Regions from separate parts of the Sus scrofa genome. Here all the other regions are linked to region 1. Evidence: chromatin contacts called from public Hi-C and HiChIP or PLAC-seq data. All regions are on one chromosome and are shown on one strand. The core of a region is the stretch at or near the end of the contact, and the rest is flanking DNA. Distances in the headings are between cores, read along the strand shown.

What was found. A called contact is a pair of places that touch in the nucleus more often than the background predicts. HiChIP or PLAC-seq counts read pairs in DNA pulled down with a chosen protein or histone mark.
Region 2: a contact with region 1 is called in a Hi-C map of liver, with 4 times the contacts expected there. The contact joins the promoter of ZSCAN20 here to the enhancer-like site in region 1. A contact is called at or near these places in 1 of 5 promoter capture datasets (liver), 9 of 47 Hi-C or Micro-C datasets (brain, embryonic fibroblasts, fetal heart ventricle and 2 more) and 2 of 2 datasets of contacts at active chromatin or transcription factors (alveolar macrophages and skeletal muscle).
Region 3: an H3K27ac HiChIP or PLAC-seq map of skeletal muscle shows a contact between it and region 1. The contact joins two enhancer-like sites. A contact is called at or near these places in 6 of 47 Hi-C or Micro-C datasets (brain, embryonic fibroblasts, fetal heart ventricle and 1 more) and 1 of 2 datasets of contacts at active chromatin or transcription factors (skeletal muscle).

Annotation. Positions count from the first base shown.
Region 1 is chr6:89,618,466-89,621,608 of Sscrofa11.1, forward strand. It overlaps PHC2 (polyhomeotic-like protein 2), which reads right to left. Exons shown (of 15, transcript XM_021095847.1): 6 at 2,116-2,268; 7 at 707-1,019. The region is part of intron 1 of LOC110261134 (a long non-coding RNA gene); the gene reads left to right. Among named protein-coding and RNA genes, the nearest start is that of A3GALT2, 57 kb to the left of the region's middle. Within about 2 kb of position 1,541, at least 31 of the 83 cell types and tissues checked have an H3K27ac peak or open chromatin away from gene starts, as enhancers often do. A contact at or near this core is called in alveolar macrophages, liver and skeletal muscle, where this site is marked.
Region 2 is chr6:89,731,116-89,734,258 of Sscrofa11.1, forward strand. It overlaps ZSCAN20 (zinc finger and SCAN domain-containing protein 20), which reads left to right and starts at 1,451. Exons shown (of 8, transcript XM_021095857.1): 1 at 1,451-1,573.
Region 3 is chr6:89,714,925-89,718,067 of Sscrofa11.1, forward strand. No RefSeq gene overlaps it. Among named protein-coding and RNA genes, the nearest start is that of ZSCAN20, 16 kb to the right of the region's middle. Within about 2 kb of position 1,532, at least 10 of the 83 cell types and tissues checked have an H3K27ac peak or open chromatin away from gene starts, as enhancers often do. A contact at or near this core is called in skeletal muscle, where this site is marked.

The DNA of each region.
Region 1 (3,143 bases), core at 291-2,790:
TCAGCACACCCGGAACTGGCCACATACCTGGTAAATATTAGTCAACAAATGTCTGTCCAGTGATGAGAAAATAAACTTCTCACTTCCTCCTCTCCCTGGGGGTAAGATCTTATATGCCTCTGGCTAGCCCCTGCCCTTTTTGCTGATTCTTAGAGGATTTTAAAATAGTCCAACTGCCAGAGTTCCATTCATGGCTCAGTGGCTAACGAACCTGACTAGGATCCATGAGGACGTGGGTTTGATCTCTAGCCTCGATCAGTGGGCTAAGGATCTGGCATTGCCGTGAGCTATGGTGTACGTGGCAGACCCAGCTCAGATCCCAAGTTGCTATGGCTGTGGCATAGGCTTGCAGCTGTAGCTCGATTCGACCCCTAGTCTGGGAAGTTCCATATGCCTAAAAAAAAAAAGTCCAACTGCCAACCTCCACCCTCCACTCTCAAGGCCAAGAGCGATGATTGAATCACCATGGTGCCCCTAGAGAGGAAGGTCTCATTTATTCCACTGAGGTGGCTTCCTTCTTTAAAGCTAGACTAGATGCACGAAACAGAATCTGGAGCTGATGAGCATCTCAGGAGGGTAAAGGGGAGTGAGAAACACATGGCTGACATCTTAGCATGTCTGTGGGAAAAAGGAAATTTTCAGTTTCCCCCGACGCACAGTCCTATGGCGTTTTCTGGGATAGGATCCTTCCTCCTGGAGCCCTTACCTGGTGCAATGAGGGGGTGGGTAGCCACAGCGGGCACCACCCGGCTGAGCCCAGCCCGGCCCTCCAAGCTCCCTGGCACACTGCCGTTGCCATCTCCCTTCTTGACTGGCTCCATCACACTGTCACTTATGCCAGGCTTGGCACCTGCAGGGGAACCCTGAGCAGTGTTTCTGCCCTGGGATGGGGTAGGCAGAGGCTGGCTACCACCTGGCGTGGGTTTCAGGGCCAAGCTGGGCAGGACGGGCTGGGTGGGGGTAGGGCCCGAGGCTGCTGCAGTTGGTGTCTGCTGTGTTCGGAGGGTCAAGTTCTGTACCTGGAAAAGAGGGGTCTATAGGAGTCCAGAGAATGTGGGTAGGAGTGATGCCAACACACAGTCCATGCAGGGAAGGAGCTGGGATGGATCCAGGAATGGCCGTACAGGGCAGTGGGGTGTAAAATCAGAAAGAGAGAGAATGAGCTAGGGGCTGAAAGAGGAACCAGGAGCAGGCAGAGTTTCTAAAGGGGACAGAAGGAGTACAAGTTGGACTGGATTCATCAGCAGGAGAAATTAAATTCTGAGCAGGGATGTCTGCCCCAAGTGGGGGCAGGCCCGGGCAGGGAAGTTAGGCTCGCTCTCCCTTCTTTCCTCCCCTCCTCCCCCGTACTACCAGGAAGGGCTGCATACCACTTAGCAAGAATTCCCAGATAGAGCGAGGCCTGGGGCTTCCCACACTGGAAAAGGCCAGGGCAAAAGTGAAAGTTAATTGAACAGTGAGGTCCCCGGGCGAAGGATTATCCCGTCCTCAGGATCAGGTTTACAGCAGGAGGAACATGCTTATTCAGCCCGGTCCCTGGTGCCCTCTGCTGGACACATGGAGGCTGTGCCAGACGCGCCTTTGACAAACCTGACCGTCTTCACCCTGTGGGTCCCCACAGTGCAGCTGGGGACAGTTCCTCTCCCCCACCGCCCACTGCATCTTTACGGCCACAGCAGTGTCTGTGGGCTCCCAGCAGAAGGTGGGGGCCCAAGGCTCATCTTTGGCTCTCTCTTCCATGTCATTTTTCCTGTTTCCTAGAGCTGCTAGCACGTGCTAATCAGAGTGGAATTTTCCTCTTAAAGACAACAGCCACGGAGGCTACCCTGGGGAGGGTGTAAGGTAAAAGGTAGTGACGATCACTCATTATTAGCAGGCACGCGTGCCTCAGCAGGCTGCTGACTCCTGCGTCAGGGGTGGCCGAGGCCTTCTCAGCGGGGAATGAGGAGCAAGTCTAGGAGCTTTAGGACATCCTGTCTCCCACCTGCTTTCCTCGAAGGTCCCAGTCTTTCCAGAGATGCAAAGCTCTTCCAGGGCTCGGGCCCATACCCCGTGTCAGTGCCCCTCTGTGGGGGCGCCCACCCCCCTGCCCTCCCACAAGCATGGAATCCTCACCTGGGCAGGGGTGGGGGGCCGGGCGGGGGAGCCAGTGCCGAGCTCAGGCTGCACAGTAGCGACGGTGGCCGTGGGCGTGAAGATGAGCTGAGGGGACAAAGGAACAGTGCCGCCTAGGCTCCTAGCTACCTGCACCAGGTTACCTGGCTGGGCCTGGAATCACAGGAAACGAGGCGCCTTTTACCTGCCCAATGTGGGCTCAGCCACAGGACACGACAGTTTAGCCGGGGAGCAAACGGGAAAGTGGGGAGGCATGAGAGGGGAAGAGTCCATGGGCTCTCCTGAAAATCTCAGGCGGCTTGTAGTGTCCTGAACCAGGCTGGGCGGTGAAGGGGCAGGGGTTGGGGGCCGTTCTGGGAGTGCACCCAGGTCAGGTTTACTTCAGCAGCCTCTGTGTGGAACTCCCCCCAGAGGGACCAACGATCACAGGACACGCTCAAGTCCCTCTCGGCAGCATCCCAGGGAGCAGGGCCGCTGGGCTGAAACAGATGCCCTGGGACCATATTCTAGATCTGAGTGACTCCCGATGCCAGGTTTGGGTCAGAACAGGACTCTCTGCCAGAAGGGACCAAATTAGCAATATTCTTAGGGTCATTTTTAGATTGGGCTCTGTGTGTATGTTGGGGTGTGTGTATGTGCACACGCACACACACGCAGAGACAACAGTGGTAGAGGAACCAGAATGCCCAGAGCTATACTTGTCTCTGCATTTCTTTCCATGGGGGTGCAGGTGACTGAGGGTCTCTGCATTTCACTCCCACCCCTGCGAGTCTAGCTCAGCATCTGTGGGGGCATGTGGTGTCAGCTCCTCTGAACTCACACGCCTGACTTTGAGGGGATGGTGGCCAGGCTGCCAGGCTCTAGCTGGGGCAGTTGAGTGGGACAAGGGACAGAGTAAAGAGAGGCCAGAGTGGGTCTGGGTGGGGTCACATGGGCTGCCTGGCTCCCTGGAGATGTGGAGGTCCATTCCCCACTGTGTGTCTAAGAGTCTATTCCCTGGGAATGGAATGACCTCAGTGAACTCAGAG
Region 2 (3,143 bases), core at 201-2,700, 110 kb after region 1:
GCACTTTGAACTGGGTCTTTAAAATTAAAATATAGAATTCCTGTAATTTTAACAATAGCTAACATGTATTGAGCACTTTCCATACTGTTGATTTCCCCAAAGTCTCCTAACTATTAGTAGAAATAGTAATAGCTAATGATGATTAAATTCCTTCTGCCAGATACAAGCTCAAGCTCTTTACATATTTTCCCCCACTTATTCCTCTAGCAAACTTTATCAGGTAGATGCCATAATTATAATTCCCATTTTACAGATAAGAAAATTGAGGCATAAAGAGGTTAAGTAATTCGCCTAAGGTTTACAACTAGTGAGTGGAAAGGCCTATATCCGGCATTTAAAAGTTGAGGTTTCAGACACAAGCAGCTTGACTTCAGAGACCATACCTAACCTGCATTATCTCATTTAATCTTTGCAACACCTTGCAGTGTGGTTCTGTTACATCACCTGTATTTTATGGAAGAGAAAACTGAAGACAAAAGAGATGCAGTAATTTGTTCAGCACCACATAGCTATGAAGTCATTGGGCTGGGATGTGGATCAGTGCCTGACTACAAAACCCACTCTTCAAACTCGGATTGCTCATACCCTAGAATATTCACAGTGGAACAAAGCAACTGCATGTCTATTAAAATCATTCTGATTATTATTATTCTAATAATGACTAACAGTCTTCCAACACCCACGAAGTGCCAAGTTCTGTACTAACTGATTTACATAATAATAGCTAATATTCGCTGTGTATTATTAAGACCCAGGTCTTTTTTTTTCTTTTTGTCTTTTTAGGGCCACACCCAGGCTAGGTGTCTAATCGGAGCTATAGCTGCCGGCCTACGCCAGAGCCACAGCAACTGCCATAGCCGAGCCACGTCTGCGACCTACACCACAGCTCACAGCCACGCAGGATCCTTAACCCACTGAGCGCAGCCAGGGATGGAACCCGCAACCTCATGGTTCCTAGTCGGATTCGTTTCCGCTGCGCCACTAAGGGAACTCCAGGACCCAGGTCTTGAGCTAATCGTTCCAGATATATTAGCCCAAGGAAGTCTCGGATGCTATTATTATTCTCACTTCACAGGTGAAGAAAGCGAGGTTCACACTAGATCCAAAGTCATGCTGCTTAAATTTGAATTGACAATTCCCGCCCACCAGTCTGGTCACCTCTAAACACCGTCTCTCCTTATTTCTCGTTTCTGCTTTCCTCTCTTCGGGGCCGGCTCTCATTTCACCCTTTCAATAGACTCCGCCCCTTCGGTTGAATGCCCGCCCACTGGGCGGTGCCATTATCCTGCAGCCTGTGGAAAGGACCGGGATCACAACAGGCCCCGCCCCCATGCGTAAACGCTGTTCGGATTTGTTCCGGTGCGGGGCTGGAGAAGATGACGCATCTATTGGCTGACGACGTCTGAAAGGTCGCAAGCGGAGGGGGCCGCCCACACGCGCTCGCGCGGTTCCTTCTGGGAGTTATAGTCGCCGACGCTCCATTCCCGGGGTGGCGCCGTTCGGGACTCCGCGTCCCAGCATTCTCTGCGCGAGCCCTGGAGCACTTCCGCCCTGTTGTGAAGTGGGTGTCTCGGTGGGTGAGTCCGGGTGGCGGGGCGGGGGCAGCTGAGACTCAAGGCTCTGGGCTGGAGACTTAGGAGGTGGTGGTGTCGCAGGGGGCCGGGGAAGGTTAGAGGGGAGAAAGAAGCTTTTGTGTGGGGTCGGGGGTGAGGGGCGGTCAGAGGATGAAGCGTCCGGTGATGGAAAGGGTCACACAAGGGTCGGGGACTAGGAGGGAGATAGAAGGCCCTGAGCGTGAAGAGGTTCTTAAGAAAGGATTGTAGCTGAGGGAAATGGGAGAAGTTCTGAAGGTGGAAGCGTCTAGAGACCTCATAGGGAAGGATAGGAGGGTTCCTGGGCCCTGGCAAGAAGTGAAGATAAGAGGGCCTGAGATTAAAGCCTGACCTTAAAATAGTGTTCCAGCCTCTCCCTGCTCATCTAAGACAAACATACTAGATTTGCTAACCCCTTACACTTTCTCTCCTGGTGGTGACCTCTGGAACCCAGTGGGTGGGACTGGCTGTGGTGTTCAGCTCCAAACCTGCACCTCTTTCCTTCTGCCAGGTGGAATTGAATGGTACCAACATCCACTTTACCCAGGTGTATTCTGATTCTTCTTGCATTCTTCCCTATTCTGGGATCTTAAAATCTTTCAATTTCCTTAACATCTGGCGACATTTCCTTGTCAGGGATTTTGCTGAAGCCTACCCCTTTTCACCTTCTTAGCTTGAACAAACACATTATAGCCACAAATCAGATGAGACCTTCTATTTAAAAACCTTCATTAACTCCCATAACCTATGGAATTAAACCCAAACACCTTAGCCTGACATTCAAGACCCTTCATGAACACCCTTTACAGCCTAATCTTGATGCTCTCAAGGTACCTATCTTGGGGAGGTTGTTTGGTCCCTCACCATTATACATGCTGTTCTTTCTGCTTAGAATATACACCTTCCTCCCAACCCCCATTCTGTCAAGAGAACCAGTCTTTCTTCTAGAACCAACTCAGCTGTTACTTGGTTCATTTAAGTCACCCCCTACTCTGGCTACCACAGACCTCTTTTACTCTATTTACCATATTTGATCATAATTATCTGTGGGTTTTTCGTTGCTGTTGGTTTTTTGTTTCTTCTACTATACTATGAGCATCTCTGGGACAGGAACAGTTTCTGAGGCACTTCCATATCCCCACTGCCCAGCTAGAATAGTAAGTACTTGATGTAAATCAGTAAATACTTCATGAATGTGTGAATAAAGACATTCCAGAGTGAGCTCCTCTAGACCAGGCTTGAAGACTGCTACTTCCAGTGGGTTTCCAGGGGTGTGAGCTTTAGTCTTTTGCCCCTCAGAGCTGTCTTTGCTGGAAGCTGATTCATTGCCTATGGGGGTTTAAGCCAGAGGTGGCAACCGCATGGTATATGTGCTGCTACTCCCCCTGCTGTGCTTGGCAGTCACAACTCATTGGTCACAGCACATACTCCCATGGGATTCAGAGTCCTTAGCACAGTTGACTAAAGTTAGTGCTTTAAATGAAGCTTATTTGCTCTTCCTGGTTTAAGCCCTTAAGTGTCAGATCAGGCTGCTCTAAGCCGTAGCTTGGA
Region 3 (3,143 bases), core at 282-2,781, 96 kb after region 1:
TTAGACAAGGTTGTATGCAAAACAGGAAGCTGAGGAGAACGGGTATCCCAGGACTCGGGGTCCCTTCTGAGGGTCCAGTGGGGCAGACAGGGGTGATAAAAGACAACCATATGAGCTGGTGGAACATGGGGAGATTCTCAGAGATCCTGGGGCAAGGGAATTCTGTAAGAGAGGATTTCTTGAAGTCTTACAGATTGAGGGTTCCGTTTACTGCTGCTCCTGCATGAAAAGGAACTATGACTTGCCAGTAGGAGAAACAAGAGGACAACCAAGTCGCCTCTTTTCACGGGTTTGTCTATCCCATCTACCACGAGGCTCCCGAGGGCAGGTGCTTTGCCTCTTTGCCTCTGTGCCCTGCGCCCAGCTCTGAATAGCTGTGGCATGAATGAGGGAGTAGAATGGCTGTTTAACAGGCTTTGTACAGATGGTCTAAAAAGGAGACAGTCTGAATAATGAGATCTCCAGGCCAACAGGAAAGGGGACTGAGAAGCTGGGACCGGATGGCTCCTTACAGTCTGAATTTCCAGCCCTCTTTGGGGATGGATCAGTGGCATGCTTTGCTGCTCCCCCCGCCAAGAGAATATTTTGCTTCCCTCTCCAGAACTGTGGAGAAGCCCTTTCGATCCCCTAGCAAAGCATCCTGCAAGCCCACGACATAGGGAACATATGGAGTGGGATTTCTCAGGAGTCCCCAAGGAAGGATGATGCTGGTTTTTCCTTTCCCCCAATGCTCCCCAAGTGGATCCTGGTGGGGGTGGGGGAACGCATCAGTACCAGTGGTAGGGAGGAGTTCCCTCATGGTGCAGCTGATTAAGTATCCAGTTTTGTCACTGTATTGGCTCAGGTCCCTGCTGTGGTCAGTGTTTGATCCCTGGCCTGGGGAACTTCCACATGCTGTGGGTGCTGCCAAAACAAAACAAACCAGGAGTGGGGAGGGAGCTCCCCAGATGTGGCAGGTGGTGGGAGTAGGTGGGAGGGGGTAACTAGAGCAAGGAGGGGCCGGGCTTCTGCCCCCTCCAAAACTGGCCTTTGGTTTAGTTCAGCCTACTGTTCCCTTGGCATGGGTGGCCTTATCAGTTGTGAGAGCACAGAAACAGAGATAACTGTTTAGGATAAAGGGGTAAGTTGAAGTAGAGAGAGAGAAACTTCTTCTGGAAGGTCTTTGATGGCTCTACTTCTGGATGCCAGGACTTCCCCAGGCCCAGCTGATTTAGGGTTCCTTGAGATACCCTCACATCCTCCCTACAAATTGTGCTTGGGGTGTTCTGAGTGACTGAACACAAACAGAACCTCAGCTAAGACAACAGAGTAGCCCAGGCCAGCCTTGGCCTGGCCTCTGTCGCCTCCCCAGAAGGGCTAGTGCTGCGGCTGAACCACAAGGACCTTGTCTCCAAACGTTCTGTCCAGCTGCCCTTGGCAGGGTTCCCATATGTTCTGTGTATCAATGAAAATATCTCCTCATCCTTGAACTCTTGCTTAGATCCACTGTCTGTCCTTGTGGTGTTTGGAATAACAGGAAACAAGGGTGTCCTTCGCTCAAGGCTCTCTGGGAATTACACCTGAAAAACAGCAAAGCCACGAAGGCAATGACAGCAAAGGAACTGACAGCCAAACCCCAACTGTTCCCTGGAAACCCAAAAGGGAAGTAATAACTAGGACATTCTCACCTTTTACAGAGGAAGGAACTAACTACCCCAGGGACCTTGGATGGGCCACTGAACTTCCTCGGGCCACAGTTCTCCATCTGGAGGATGTTGGTGGGGGCAGGAAAGTACACAGATTAGGTCATTAGGATGGAAAAGAGCAGAGTGTATAGAATATACACATAGCATAGTCTCAACAATTGTTAGTTATGCTTCTTATTAACAGGAATTCTAGGTAGTCAACAAAAGGGATTCTGGGAAGTAAAATATTTCTAGGATGCCTGGCATATAGGAAGGTATAAAAATAAGTGTAGTCATCTGAAAAATGTTTAATGTTGGGACAAGAATGGAAGCAAATTCAGGCAAGCAAAAGCCATTTGATTCGGCGGTGGTGGAGCTATGGGCCAAGTGTTTCTTCTCTTTATTTAGAATTTTAGGGAGTTCCCCTTGTGGCTCACTGGATGAAGAACCCAACTTAGTGTCTGTGAGAATGAGAGTTAAAAATTTGGCATTGCTGCAAGCTGCAGTGTAGATCGCAGATGCGGCTCTGATCCAGCAATGGCTGTGGCTGTGGCGCGGGCCAACAGTTGCAGCTCCAATTTGACTCCTAGCCAGGGAACTTCTGTATGCTGCAAGTGTGGCTGTAAAAAGAAAAAAAAATTTTTTTAAAAAGAATTTTATTGATGTTCCCTGAATGTGGTTTTGCAATGAGATTGCTGAAAACTTGTTTGATTAAAAATTATAGTTGCTGAGCAGTTAACAGCTCACAGAGATGATCACTGCGTTTGTCAGAAGTTGGTCCTTCAGGAGGGCAGGAGTGCCTCAGCAGGGATGGGTAGGAAAAGGAGGTGGTGGAAACGGGATCAAGGGAAAGTATGGGGAGAAAGTGTCTGCTGAGCATGGCGGCAGGAGAGATGGGTGAATGGAGAGGGAAGGGGGAAAGCCTCTCCAGAATGTGGCCACCTGATGAAAACAAAGTCATCTATCATATTTTATTTTATTACTTTAATTTTATTGTCACGTCACATGATTTCATTTCACTTATTTATTTGCAAAGCTGGTTTTCTCAGTTCTCCTTCCCAGAACATGTTTCTAGGCAGCCCTGGCCAGACGGCAACACAAGAATGGGTCTGGGAGTTCCTGTTGTGGCCCAGCAGGTTAAGACTCTGACTGGTATCCATGAGGATACAGGTTCAATTCCTGGCTTTGCTCAGTGGGTTCAGGATCCAGCGTTGCTGTGAGCTGTGACACCACTTGGATCTGGTATTGCTGTGACTGTGGCATAGGCTGGCAGCTGTAGCTCTAATTCGACCCCTAGCCTGGGAACTTCCATATGCCACTGGTGTGGCCCTAAAAACCAAAAAAAAACAAAAAAAAACTGATCTGACTTCAGCCTTTTCCCATAAACTCCTCTCATCCCAACCCAGGCAGGGGATGGTAAGACCCCTGTCTTCTGAATGTGTGTGGGGTGCAGTGGGCCAGGGTGATGGTGGGAGCGGT